4 separate regions of the Mus musculus genome follow, and all the other regions are linked to region 1. Evidence: chromatin contacts called from public HiChIP or PLAC-seq and promoter capture Hi-C data. All regions are on one chromosome and are shown on one strand. Each heading gives the region's core, a stretch centred on a gene start, on an enhancer-like site or on the middle of the called end of the contact. The rest is flanking DNA. Distances are from core to core; before and after follow the strand shown. Region 1 holds the start of Nos1ap (nitric oxide synthase 1 (neuronal) adaptor protein). Region 2 holds the start of Sh2d1b1 (SH2 domain containing 1B1). Region 3 holds the start of Dusp12 (dual specificity phosphatase 12). Region 4 overlaps Atf6 (activating transcription factor 6).

The links. Promoter capture Hi-C pulls out the DNA fragments that hold promoters and counts their contacts. HiChIP or PLAC-seq counts read pairs in DNA pulled down with a chosen protein or histone mark. Capture Hi-C pulls out chosen DNA fragments and counts their contacts.
Region 2: a promoter capture Hi-C map of stem cell-derived epiblast-like cells shows a contact between it and region 1, with 5 times the contacts expected there. The contact joins the promoter of Sh2d1b1 here to the promoter of Nos1ap in region 1. A contact is called at or near these places in 19 of 39 promoter capture datasets (the 3T3-L1 cell line, 3T3-L1-derived adipocytes, the C10 cell line and 14 more), 3 of 484 Hi-C or Micro-C datasets (bone marrow-derived macrophages, growing oocytes and neural stem cells), 18 of 115 datasets of contacts at active chromatin or transcription factors (the HPC-7 cell line, SST interneurons, bone marrow-derived macrophages and 12 more) and 4 of 9 other capture datasets (adipose tissue, liver, macrophages and 1 more).
Region 3: a promoter capture Hi-C map of liver shows a contact between it and region 1. The contact joins the promoter of Dusp12 here to the promoter of Nos1ap in region 1. A contact is called at or near these places in 3 of 39 promoter capture datasets (the SN4741 cell line, cranial neural crest and neutrophils) and 1 of 9 other capture datasets (liver).
Region 4: a contact with region 1 is called in an H3K4me3 HiChIP or PLAC-seq map of bone marrow-derived macrophages, with 2.6 times the contacts expected there. The contact joins the enhancer-like site here to the promoter of Nos1ap in region 1. A contact is called at or near these places in 2 of 39 promoter capture datasets (cranial neural crest and second pharyngeal arch cranial neural crest), 4 of 115 datasets of contacts at active chromatin or transcription factors (bone marrow-derived macrophages, embryonic forebrain, forebrain and 1 more) and 1 of 9 other capture datasets (adipose tissue).

What each region holds. Positions count from the first base shown.
Region 1 is chr1:170,588,250-170,591,581 of GRCm38.p6, reverse strand. It overlaps Nos1ap (nitric oxide synthase 1 (neuronal) adaptor protein), which reads left to right and starts at 1,733. Exons shown (of 10, transcript NM_001109985.2): 1 at 1,733-2,322. The coding sequence starts at 2,218.
Region 2 is chr1:170,275,776-170,279,107 of GRCm38.p6, reverse strand. It overlaps Sh2d1b1 (SH2 domain containing 1B1), which reads right to left and starts at 1,790. Exons shown (of 4, transcript NM_012009.5): 1 at 1,599-1,790. The coding sequence starts at 1,732.
Region 3 is chr1:170,884,070-170,887,401 of GRCm38.p6, reverse strand. It overlaps Dusp12 (dual specificity phosphatase 12), which reads left to right and starts at 1,862. Exons shown (of 6, transcript NM_023173.2): 1 at 1,862-2,335. The coding sequence starts at 1,995.
Region 4 is chr1:170,844,231-170,847,562 of GRCm38.p6, reverse strand. The region is part of intron 4 of Atf6 (activating transcription factor 6); the gene reads left to right. Among named protein-coding and RNA genes, the nearest start is that of Gm29733, 5.1 kb to the left of the region's middle. Within about 2 kb of position 1,627, at least 100 of the 459 cell types and tissues checked have an H3K27ac peak or open chromatin away from gene starts, as enhancers often do. A contact at or near this core is called in adipose tissue and bone marrow-derived macrophages, where this site is marked.

The sequences.
Region 1 (3,332 bases), core at 484-2,983:
GCATCAGGAGGAAAAAGTGACCAAATAAGGGAATAGACCTTGATGGATAGTGTTAGGAATGTAAGCTAATGTTTTTAGCAAGGTGGAGGGAATGAAGAAGGGTAAAGCCAGCCAGAGCCATGTTTGTTATACGTGGGCTGGCAGAGTCTCTTCTAACAATATCAGCAGTCACAACAGATTTATACAACAAAAGTTGCTAATTTTTGTCTCGGGGATCTCAGCTTTGACACTAGCTGGGCTAGCTGCTATTGGGGTGTCTGGAGCTCTATGAAGAGGTAGAGTACAGCTACCTCTGTATCTGAATGTTGTGTGACAAACCTTTCTTGGGAAGACAGCAAACATCTATTCATCCCAGTAGGAAACTCACTGCAGACCAAAGTACGGATACCACCAAAGTTCCACTTGGTTATGGGTTTTACTGCAGTTACTTACAGGACAATGGGTGAGAGGCTACCTACAGGACCAGAAATGTCTCAAAGACAGCTGCATCATCAAGGCCCAGACCAGTATTGGTGACAGCGCACAAAAGCTGGGGACCTGGAGTACACTTCGAAGCCCACAGGCAGCTCAACAGGTTGGAGAGTGTCCTTTCCAAGTGACTCTGATCTGATCTAAACCTCTTCCTGGCAGCTTAGCTGGTTTCTGCTGCTTCTAGGTCTGGTCTGAGTCTTTGCAGTTTATCTCCTCCGAGAGACTGCTTTTGCAGCTCAGCTTCAAGTTACTTGAGCCTCTCTGATTTTCTTGTTTATACTCTGGCAGGGAGGGGCCTGGTGGATCTGGCCAGTTTCAGGGACTTCCTGAAACTTCTTGGAGTTGTTTACCTTCCAGTTTAAAGACCTTCCCTGCTGGACGCTGGACAGAATGTTTCAATTTCAAAGGAAACTGTTACACAACCCTGTATCTATGAGGTTTACACACTCAGGTCTCAAATCCTGCTTTGGCACGTTCCTTCTTGCTTCAATAAGAAGCCTCACAGAATTCTGGAAACGTTCTCTTTCTTCCTTTTCTTTTCTTTTCTTTTCTTTTCTTTTCTTTTCTTTTCTTTTCTTTTCTTTTCTTTTCTTTTCTTTTCTTTTCTTTTCTTTTCTTTTCTTTTCTTTTCTTTTCTTTTCTTTTCTTTTCTTTTCCTTCCTATTTCTTTTCTCCTTTCTTTCTTATCACCAGCCAGTTAAAAAACTTTAATAAATGACATAAGAACATTCTGCAATTTCTTGTCCCTAGTGCAGCCTACTCCAGTTCTACGAGGCTGACGACTTTTATATATTTAAATTCTTCGCAAAGAAACCCTGCTGAGCCCCCAAATGCAAGCCACACACCCAAAGGGACAAAAAGCACTGGAGACAGCCCTCTTATTTGGTTTTCGCCTTGATTCTGAGGAGAAGCGGGGATCTCTGAATTAATGCTGTCCAGACCGAGGGTATCTGGGATAGATCTCTGGCCTTCTTGGGAAAACAAAACCCAATATTAACACCGCTTCTCTCGGGCTCCCCAAACAAAACCAAAACAAACACACACATGCAAGGCGATGCCGTTTCGCCACTACTAGTTAAGCGGACTGCGCCTGGATCGCCACGCTCCTGCGGTCTGGCCAGGGCGAAGTTCCCGGGTCTCGGCTCAGCGCTGCGGGGACTTTCACCTGCTGGGCGCGCGCGGGGCGCGGGGCGCGGGGCGGACCCGGCGGCGGCGGGCGGGGCTCTAGCGCGCGGGAGGAGTCGGTCCAGGCCCGCCCCGCAGGAGGAGCCGCGGGCTGGCAGCCGATCCGGCGTCTCCGTGACAGGCACCCTGCTCCGCCGCCACCGCCACCACCGCCGCCGCTGCCTTTCTTCCTCGTCCCGGGCCGTGCGCGCCGAGCTCGGGATCGGACTCCCGGTCTAGTCCCGCTTCTGGCCGTGCGCCCTTCGCTCGGCGTCCCGGTCCGGGGCTCCGCGCCGCTCGCTCCCGCCTGCCCGGCCGCCTGGCCGCCTCCCCGTAGTCAGAGCGCGGCCACCGAGCTGCTCGCGCCAGCCGCATCCGCGCCGCCCCTGCCGCTCGGCCCTCGGGAGGCTCGGCTCCCGGTTCACCCCTGCCACCTCCTGGCACCCAGGCTGCCCACCTCACGACCCGGGTCCTCGCCGCCGCCTCGCCCGGCCCCACTGTTCTCTGCACAGGGTCTCGCCAGCTCTTTCTCGTCGCCGCCACCGCCGCCCCCTTGGAGCAGCGGGTCCGCCGCGGGTCACCATGCCCAGCAAAACCAAGTACAACCTTGTGGACGATGGGCACGATCTACGGATCCCTTTGCACAACGAGGACGCCTTCCAGCACGGCATCTCTTTTGAGGCCAAGGTGAGGGGCCACCGGGAGGGCAGTGCCCTGAGAGGGCAGGTCTGGGGGAATGGGGTGCCAGCGGTCCTGGACTCAGAGCAGGTGGGCTAGGCCTTTCTCAGCTCTTGCCCAGAACAGCTAAAAATGAGCACCTGCAAAGTTTGAGGTGTACTGCCTCTTCCCCGTCTCCTACCTGCAGACACCCCATCCTCGCCCGCCAAGGCTGGATTGAGTTACTTCCCGGAGAAGGCTGAGCAGCGCAGCCTGCATGTCTGGCTCTTTAGAAAGCTTTAAGGAAGCGCTGGTGTTATTTACCTGCTGGCCTCCCATGAGAGAGGTGCTTTTGGAGGTGTTTTAAAAGGAGAATGCTTGTTTCCTGACCGGTTTTTAAAAAAGTTATATATATATGTGTATATTTCACACACACACACACACACACACACACACACACACACACACACACACACACACTCATTCCAAGTAGTTGAGTGTAGGTGTTAAAAGTTACTTCCCAAATGTCTGCTTTTGGACACTTTAGCATGTGTCAGTCATTGGTGTAGTAGTGGGGTGAAACCTGTTTTCTAGTTTTGTGGTGCACTGTTAAATCTCAGCAGTTGCTGATGAAGAATTTAGCCCAGACTGGAATTTGCAGGGTCAAGGCCAAAGCCACCCTTGGGGGAGGGGTGGAGTGGAAACCTCGCTGGACCAGTGGTTGTGTATAAGACAGGCAACCCGGTGACCTGACCATGAGGCACCTCTCTGTGTAAGGAGTTCTGGCTTCTAAGACTGCAGTGGAGTTTCCCGGAATGGTGCTTTTCAGTGGAAAAGGCTTCTGCTCGTGACTGATGCCCAGTCCTACCTATAACTTAAGGAAAGAAACGCGCAGGGATGCTCAGCATGCACAGTGTGCTTGTTACTGAGTGGAATTTAAGCGAGCTCTGTATAGATTGGGTTTTGAGAACAAGACTTTTGACAAAAGGCAGACTTGCTCCGTTCTCTTTTCTGCAGTGACCCGCAGGTTAGCCTGTTGT
Region 2 (3,332 bases), core at 541-3,040, 310 kb after region 1:
GAAGATCTAGAGAAAGTACCCAAGGAGCTGAAGGGAACTGCAACCCTATAGGTGGAACAACAATATGAACTAACCAGTACTCCCCAGAGCTCGTGTCTCTAGCTGCATATGTATCAGAAGATGGCCTAGTCGGCCATCATTGGGAAGAGAGGCCCCTTGGTCTTGCAAACTTTATATTCCCCAGTACAGGGGAACGCCAGAGCCAAGAAGTGGGAGTGGGTGAGTAGGGGAGCAGGGTGGGGGGAGGGTATAGGGGACTTCAGGACAGCATTTGAAATGTAAATGAAGAAAATATCTAATAAAAAAATTGAAAAATAGCTTCTTTCAGTGTTTACTACTGTAGGAGAAAGTCATTTCACTGTGACGCCCTAGAGGAAAAAGCTGGGCTATTTCAGAGTCATGCGTTCATCATTACCAAGACAGTATGAAGTACTCTGAACGGTGACAGTCAGAAGCAACATTCTCCTAGTGACCTTTTCCTGCTCACTTCATAGAGTTACTGTTGGGATTCAGACTCAGGAAAATCCAGCTGAGGTGTATATTTCACATATCAAGCAGACCTGGCCTCCAGGTTCTCCCAGCATCCCCCAGTCCCTTCCTAAGAACTTTCCAGCCACGGGGCTGGGCATCCCCTCCCCCAGAAGAAGCTCCTTCCCATGTAATGAACACATTTTGTTCTCCCTCCCTCTCTTCCTCCCTTTCTCCCTCCTCCTCCCTTCTCTATCCTCCCCCTCTTTCTCTCTTCTCCCCTCCCTCTCTCTCCCCCCCTCTTTCTCTCTTCTTCTCTGTCTCTATCTCTGCACATGCATGCCCATTCTCTCTCTCTTTCTCTCTTTTTCTCTTTCTTTTACTTCCTCCTCTCTTCTCTCTCTTTCTTCATGGAGACTTCCCTGACCCTAATTCCTTGGGACCAGTGGTTTCCCATACTTCCCATACTGAATTCATACTGTATTCTGAGTTAAGGCCAATCTCCCCCCCCACACACACACACACACTCTGAAGTCACCATTGCATCAATCTCTACACCTGTGAAGAGGACCCTGAATAAAGTCTTCCTCCATGTCTGTAACAGGCATGATAAAGGGTTTGGTGTTGCTCAATTTCTTCATCTATAAAATGACAATGGATCCTGCTTGTCTCATAAGAGCACAAAATAAAGGATAAAAAGAAATGAGGAAATGCAGTTTGGTAAAGCCCTTTATCAACCTGAAAGCATATGAAATCTTAGCATTTTAAATACTGCAAGTGAATGCAGCCAACCAACCTTTCATGCAATAGTAAAGCCCCCCCCGCCCCCGCCCCCGACCTTCTCCACATCACATAAAGAGGCACGCAGAGAAAATGCTGCTATGTCCGTTCTTTCTCCCCATCACCTTCTCTCCTTCCTTCCTTGTCTACCCTCTTCTGTTGTCTCAGACTCTGCTCATGTGGCATGCACAATTGAGAGAGGAAGGCCGGCAGAAGAGCTGGGCAGGGACATCCTTCTGTCCTCTCCTGGCAGTGCCTGGCCCATTCCTATTCCAAAATAGAATGAGATACAACTCCCTGAACATATGGCTGCCATCAGGGTTCGCCTGCATGAAGATGAGGATACTCACGAGACACAGAGGCACAGGGCTCCTGGCACAGACTCGCTGTCTCTTATCAGAAAGTTGCCATCCACACCTCCCTTGAGGAGCAGGGCTTCACACTCTCGCTTGGTCAGGCAGCCATGGTAGTAAGGCAGATCCATGGAGGGTTGTTATGTTTAAACCGCCCTGTCACCCTGAGATCAGTCCCAGGCCAAGGAGGTGCTGTGAAGAGGGAAGTGAAGAGGAGTGGAAGGTCTGTTCCTCCACTGTGGTCTAAACAAATGAGGTTGCTCTGTAGGGTTCAGTTTTACAAGACACAGGAAATGAGAAGGGAGGGAAATGGAGTGACCACGATACTTCAGCCTAGGGGTGGGTGGCTCAAATATGACTCACACAAGTGGGTGAGTATACCTTCTACCTGAGTCAGTGCTGTTTGTGGCTGGAGCAGCAGCACTAAAATCAAGCTCCCTAGGGACAGGTTACAGAATATCACCCCTTCTGGCTTCTGGCTTCCTAGGGGCCAAACCACTAACCCTGCTGCACTAGGTATCCATTTCTGTTTGGGCTTTTTCTGATCATGCTCTGCATTAATGGCCATCTATTCAAAAGTAAGCTTCCCTAATGAAGGTTGAGAAATGCCCTGCTCTGTGGATAGAATTGTGATAAGTCATTAAGGAGTTGGTTTAATACCATGTCCATTTAACAAAATAATAGTAGCAGGTTCTCCCCTAAGTACAAGGACCTCTCTAGCCATGGGTTCTTGGCTCCAATAATACTGTCAAGATTGAATCTCTTTTTTTGGGTGCATCCATCATAGAAGACTACTTGGATAAGTGTTTAAGCCAATAGAAAGTATTGCCAGGCAGTGGTGGTGCATGCCTTTAATCACAGCACGTGGGAGGCAGAGGCAGGCAGATTTCTGAGTTCGAGGCCAGCCTGGTCTACAGAGTGAGTTCCAGGACAGCCAGGGCTACACAGAGAAACCCTGTCTCAAGAAACCAAAAACCAAAAATCAAAAGAAAGAAAGAAAGAAAGAAAGAAAGAAAGAAAGAAAGAAAGAAAGAAAGAAAGAAAGAAAGAAAGAAAGAAAGAAGGGAGGGAGGGAGGGAGGGAGGGAGGGAGGGAGGGAGGGAGGGAGGGAGGGAGGGAGGGAGGGAGGGAGGGAGGAAGCAAGGGGGGAGGGAGGGAGTGGGAGGGAGGGAGGGAGGGAGGAGTTAAGGAAGGAAGGAAGGAAGGAAGGAAGGAAGGAAGGAAGGAAGGAAGGAAGGAAGGAAGGAAGGAAGGAAGGAAGGAAGGAAAGAATTTGTTACCTAGCCAGAAAATACACTGGGTGTTTGGGATCCCAGTGTATCCCTGAGCATTTTGGGGGGTGTGACTTTTTAAGAACAAAACCACATCCTGAGTTAACACACTTTAGAAAGAACAGTTAGCTTGAAGCAGACATACAAAGTGCAGAAGGCAAGGTTAGTACCTTTAGAGACTTTACCAGATCTATGGACTTTAAAGGATTAGGTCTTTATTCTGTATTGGCCAAGTGGTTCTTAACCTGTGTGTCATGGGTCATACATCAGATATTTGCATTCTGATTCATAATAGTAGCAAAGTTATAGTTATGAAGTAGCAATGGAATAATTTTATGATTGGGGATTACCACCATGTAAGTAACTCTATTAAAGGATCACTGTATTAGAAAGGTTGAGGACCACTGTTTCAGCATGTAGCAGTGCCTGTATTAGGAGTTTTAGTTCCTGGATGACATTT
Region 3 (3,332 bases), core at 613-3,112, 300 kb before region 1:
GACTAATTTTAGGAAAGATTCCTGCTATTAATATGCTTTTCCTGTTAATATGCTTTTTCTGTTACTATTAAATATATATAACAATCACTAAGTAGTAGCACACCCTTTTGGAGCAGATCTCTGCAGATCCATGAAGATCTTGTCGTGTTGCTATATAGACAAATAGATAACTTAAGTCTTCATGATGATCCTATAGGAATTCCTAAAATTATATCTGATTATTAAGCTCTTTTATAACAGGACTGCTGTTAGGTCCTTTTCTGATAGTCAAAGCTGCAATGAGAAATCTGTCATTCTCCCAAGTATCACCAGTTAATTGCTCTTAGATGGTAACCAGACCTTCTCCTACTCAGAGCACATTCCAAGAGGTTGTAAAACAATTAACCAAAGGTCATTAAAAGGCAACTAACAATTTATTGTAGGTGCTAGGACAGAAGATAAAATACCAACTGGGCTTATCTATACAAACCTTCACTTTATAACTTATGGATTTAAACCTTCAGTGAACCTGTGGAGCTGAGACAGGTGATCGATGTTTAGCTAGATAATCACTCCTAATGGATATGCATGTAAACATTCTCTGCTGTAAACTTCTATTTCAATTTATGATTTGATTTTTTGTGTGAACTTGTGATGAACTTGTAACATGTGATCATGTATTCTGGAAGACGTATAAGTACCAAGGACAAAGAGACACGAAAGAATCATAGAGAACTAAGATCAATGGAGAGCTAAGATCAATAGAGGAGACTTTTTTGCCTTTCCCCACTTAGACTAGATTCTTTTCCCTTTCCCCACTTAGAGAATTTTTCCCTTTACCCACTCAGGATCTTTCTGCTTTTCCCCTTAGATAGCTTTCATAGGAAACTTTTTACAACTTGGTAATAAACTCTATAATTATTTATCTAAGTGTCTTCTCTTCCTGAGACCGGACTAGCAGGCTGAAAGTTAGAGCCCAGCAGTTCCTGCTGAGATAGACATATCTATCTATCTCTCTTGTGGCTTGAAGAAGAGGTGCTAGTTGCCAGAAACTGTAGTTTCTGGCCTCAGAGGATCACAGAAGGCAGATCAGCTACAACAGCACGGTAACTTAGGCTTAGATAAGTAAACGCTTTATTATACAGCATCCCTAAATATCTCAACAAAGTCCTACCCTCCGCCTAAGCTCTTCCCTCTCTACCCCAAAAGCCTCAAGAAGAACATCCCACTCCAGAGCTGCCCCCATCTCTCCCTCTCCCTCCCTCCCTCACTTCTCTTTCTGCCGCCACCTCCCTCCCATCCCCCAATAAAATTCTTACACGTGGAACTGTTTGGGCCCAGTGTACTGTGTTCAGACTCGAGCCTCTATTTTAACACATCAGTTATCACAGCTAATATCCACATATAAGCTTATACATACCAGATTTGTCTTTCAGGGTCTGGGTTACCTCACTCAGAATGATTTTTTTTTCCCGAGTTTCATCCATTTATCTGCAAATTTTATTTTTTTTTTTTAAAATGGCTGAGTAATACCTTATTGTGTGAATGTACCACATTTTCTTTATTCAGTCTTCTGTTGTACATCTAGGTTGTTTCCAATTTCTGGCTATTATGAGGCATCAATAGGCAACATGGTTGGGCAAATGTCTCAAATGGTAGGAAGAGTGGCTTTGCTGGATCTTGAGATAGATTCCCATTTTCCTGAGGAACCTCCAAGCTGATTTCCATAGTGACTGTACAAGTTTGTGGTCCTACCAGCAACGGATGAATGGAGACTTTATTTTTCTGCCTTGGACTTTAGAAGGTTGGGTGGAAAAGCTGCTCTAAATGGAGCTTATTTAAGCACACAGCCCGAGCACGGCTCACATCACCTTCCCCAGAAGCAGTCATTTTCCCTATTGCCATGGTCCTCCCACGGCGCTGCTGAGCGGCTGGAGCTATTCCGACACAGGAGTCAGTCACTCTAGCCGGTGACTTGGTGGCGGGCAGCGGCTGCCTGGCTTCCTGGCTCTGCCATGTTGGAAGCGCAGGGTTCTAACCATGGCTGCGAGCGCCAGGCTCCGACTGCCAGTCCCGCCAGCTCGGCAGGGCACGCCGTGGAAGTGCGGCCCGGGCTGTATCTGGGTGGGGCAGCGGCAGTGGCGGAACCGGGCCATCTGAGGGAGGCGGGCATCACCGCCGTGCTGACGGTGGACTCTGAACCGGCTTTCCCGGCTGGGGCTGGGTTCGAAGGTCTCCGGAGCCTCTTCGTGCCGGCGCTGGACAAACCCGAGACCGACCTGCTCAGCCACCTGGATCGCTGCGTGGCCTTCATCGGCCAGGCTCGCTCCGAAGGCCGCGCGGTGTTGGTGCACTGGTGAGTGCCACGTGCAGGGGGGCGGTGCCTTGCACCGGGTCTCGCCTCTCTGCAGAGGCGCCCAAAAGTGGAGGTTCCAGGCTGTCAGAGCCAAGACCCTCGTTCCTCATCTTCCCTTGGGGTGTGTGGTTCCAATGAGGGTTCCAAAACCCGCCCTTGGTTAGTGTTTTGTTTGATTTCATCTTGCAGCAACTGTCTGTCTGTCTGTGCATCCATCTATCCGTCCATTCGTCCATCGTTCTATCTGCTTGTCTATATTTTGGGGGTTAGGTTAAAGTTTATCAGATTTGTAAGAGAAGTCAGACACTCAAGCCGGCGAATGTAATACAGGTCAGATGTATTGGGGTGAAAATACGTGATACTTCCTCGCCCTAAAGGCCACTGTGATTAACAAGGGAAAAACATGTGACTTTTTGTTTTTTGAGACTGGGTCTTACTGTATAGATCTGGCAGGCCTGGAACTCGCTATGTAGAGCAGGCTGGCTTCAAAAAGCACAGATGTCCACCTGCTTCTGTCCAGAGGGCTGCACACCTTGAGTGTGAAACCATGCTGGAGGATTTTTAATCAAAGTTATACGTGACGGGCAAGTTTAGAGAAACATTCACGGACCAAAGGAAAACTGTACTGACTGGTTTTGTGAGTCAACTTGATACAGGCTGGAGTTATCACAGAGAAAGGAGCTTCAGTTGGGGAAGTGCCTCCATGAGATCCAGCTGTGGGGCATTTTCTCAATTAGTGATCAAGGTCCCACCCACCTGGGCTGGTAGTCTTGGGTTCTATAAGAAAGCAAGCCAGGGAAAGCAAGCCAGTAAGGAACATCCCTCCATGGCCTCTGCATCAGCTCCTGCTTCCTGACCTGCTTGGGTTCCAGTCCCGACTTCCTTGGTGATGAACAGCAGCATGGAAGTGTAAGCTGAATAAACCCTTTCCTCCCCAACTTGCTTCTTGGTCATGATGTTTGTGCAGGAATAGAAACCCTGACTAAGACAAAAACGG
Region 4 (3,332 bases), core at 378-2,877, 260 kb before region 1:
CTAGGTCCCGTCAAGTTAGTAACCAGTATAAACCAGTACAGCAGTGAAAGGGACTTCTGACTTGTGGTCCTGCTGCCCCAGCATCCCAAGTGCTAGGATTGCAGGGTTCTTTTAAAGGTAGTCTTACTGTGTTGCCCAGGCTGGGCTTCAGTGCAGGAATGTGCCACTGTGTCTGGCCTGGGTTGTTTCCTTCCTTCCTTCCTTCCTTCCTTCCTTCCTTCCTTCCTTCCTTCCTTCCTTCCTTCCTTCCTTCCTTCCCTCCCTCCCTCCCTCCCTCCCTCCCTCCCTCCCTCCCTCCCTCCCTCCCTCCCTCCCTCCCTCCCTCCCTCTCTCTCTCTCTCTCTCTCTCTCTCTCTCTCTCTTTCTTTCTTTCTTTCTTTCTTTCTTTCTTTCTTTCTTTCTTTCTTTCTTTCTTTCTTTCTTTCTTTCTTTCAGCAGGATTTCACTGTGTAGCTCTGGCTGGCCTGGAACTTATTATGGAGACTAGGTTGGCCTTGAACTTGTAGAGATCCTTCTGTCTCTGCCTTCTAGGTGTAGAGATTAAAATAATAACCAGCACGCCTAGCCTGGTTATTCTTCTTCTTCTTTATATTTATATAAGGTGCACATATATTTATTTTATTATTATTGTTCTTACTAGTTCTGTTATTGTTGCTGCTGCTCTTCCTCCACTTCCTCTTATCCATGTCCTTATCCTTTTTCCTGCCTTTTACCTCTCTTCCTCCTTTCCTTCTATTCTTCCTCCTCCTGTTACTCAAAAGCTTATCACTCAGAAAGACATTCTCTAATTTTTTATTGTTTTTTGTTTTTGTTTTGTTTGTTTGTTTGTTTTTTCGAGACAGGGTTTCTCTGTAGCCCTGGCTATCTTGGAACTCACTCTATAGACCAGGCTGGCCTTGAACTCAGAAATCTGCCTACCTCTGCCTCCCAAGTGCTGGGACTAAAGGCATGCGCTACCACCGCCTGGCTAATTTTTTATTCTTGTTCTCTTGCTTACACTGCCTTTTTATTTGGAATGATCTTAAATTTGCAAATATATTGTGGAGATTTTTGTCTGAGCCATTTGAGGGTCAGTTGGCCACTGAATTCCAAATTCTATAATGTCTACCTCCTATGAACAAGAATGTTTTTTTTAACAACAATACAGCCACCAAAACCAGGAACTAAACATTGATATATAACAATAATCTCATCTGTAGCCCTGTAGGCATATTTGTTTTAGCTATTTTATTTGGTTTTTATGTACCTCTTTCTCCCTTCCAGCCCTTATTCCTTCCAACCCCCCATCACCAGGTAGTAGAGAAGGAAGGGTGGAGGAGAAAGGAGGCTAGGTCTCTTTAAACTACTTCCTGCTGACTAAAGCAAGTCTAATCTTCCGCTACCGGGAAGTCCAGCTTCTTCTGGTCTCTTTCCTCTCAACCATCAGCAGCAGGAGCAGGACCCAGCAGGGGGTACAGCCGAACAGCCAGGCTTCTTCCTTAGTGTTCCCCTGCCCCTCAGAGTTCCCTCAGCCCCCTCTGGCATTTGGCTTTTTTTTTTTTTTCTCTCGCTCAAGAGTTCCCAGAATTAAGCTATCTGCACTGGGCACAGATCCTGCCCCTGCTGGAGCACGAGGCAGTCAGTCTGCTGCTGTGGATAAGCTGAAGGAGGCCACACCAGGGATTAAAACAGAAACATGTCTCCGTAGCATAACTGAGGTTAAAAGAAACCAAAACTCGCACTACCCAGTCCCGGTTTAGATTGTGCAATTTCCCATGTAGCTCCCCTTAGATTCAGACCAGCAAAAGCATCAGGTTATGTTGCATGTGGTTGTCTTTCTGCTTTAATTTTCTTTATTCTGGAACAATTCTTCCTTCTTGACTTCGTGCTTTAATGACCTTATCATTTGGAGTGCCAGACGTTTCCTCAGGATTGGAGTCAGCTTTAGTGTCTATGGCAGGAATGCCACAGAAGTGGTTTTGTGTCTGTCTTTTGTTTGTTTGTTTTAGCCTCTCTCTCTCTGTCTCTCTGTCTCTCTCTTTCTCTCTCTTGGTTTTTGAGACAGGGTTTCTCTGTATAGCTTTAGCTGTTTGGCTGTCTTGGAACTTGCTCTGTTTACCAGGTTGGCTTGCAGCTCATATAGATCACCCACCTCTGCCTCCTAAGTCCTAGGATTAAAGTAGTAAGGATGTCACCACTACCAGATCTGTTTTTGCCTTTTGAGATAGGATCTCACCTAGTTCGAACTGGTTTAAAGTTGCTATGTAATGGAAAATGGCCTTCAACTCCTGATTCTCCTGCTTTCACCTCCCAAGAACTGAGGTTACAGGTGCAGGCCACCCACACTCCACCTTGTCATTTATTTTTGATGATAAGATTCAGTTTGATGACAGTTTGAGGTGGTCCTGTTACTGGTGATGTTCACCTCAGTCAGCTGACAGCATCTGCTAGGCTCTCAGCCAAGAAGCTGCTCTTTTCTCCCTTTGCTAGTTGCCAGTATTTTGTGAAGAAGGTACTTTTAAACCGTGGAAAAGTACTGCTCTTAAAATAATAAGCTGGGCGTGGTGGCGCACGCCTTTAATCCCAGCACTCGGGAGGCAGAGGCAGGCAGATTTCTGAGTTTGAGGCCAGCCTGGTCTACAAAGTGAGTTCCAGGACAGCCAGGGCTATACAGGGAAACCCTGTCTCGAAAAACCAAAAATAAAAAAATAAAAAAAAAAATGAACATTTACTTTTTTATTTTGTGTGTCTTATGTATGGTTGTTCATGATGGCTCACAGTGAGTGTGTGAAAGTCAGACTCTTTCTACCACATGGGTTCCGGGGGTTGAACTCAGTGCCTTTACTCGCTAATCTGTTCTCCTGCCCGAATGTGCGGGTCTTTGTCAAGCTATCCATCACCCAGATACTTGTTAACATTAGTGTTGACTTACTGTTTCCCATTGGGTTTAGACTGTAACCATTGCTGTGATTATTTATTCTGGTGTTTGTGTTGTCTCGTATTTAGCCACCAGGAGTCGCTGTCTATGGCTCCTGTGATCTTTCACTAGGCTTCTGTTGGGCTCAGCCATGTTACATGAAGGCTCTCCTTCCTTGCCTTGCCTTCTTAGGTCCGTGGGTCCCCTTGTGAATGTGTTCCCAACACTTCTGGTACCCTGACAAGTCCCCCGGGCATGGAGGGTGCTCTTGCAGCCCCATCTAATGCCTGATGCTTAAATTATTCAGGAAAGAATATTTTCTAAGTGAGTGTTAACACAAGTTTTTCATAAGGTAAAGATGACCTCAGATCCATTTAAAATTGCCTTAGTATGTGATTTGAGACACAGGCTCAATTTTATGTTTCTCTAAAATATT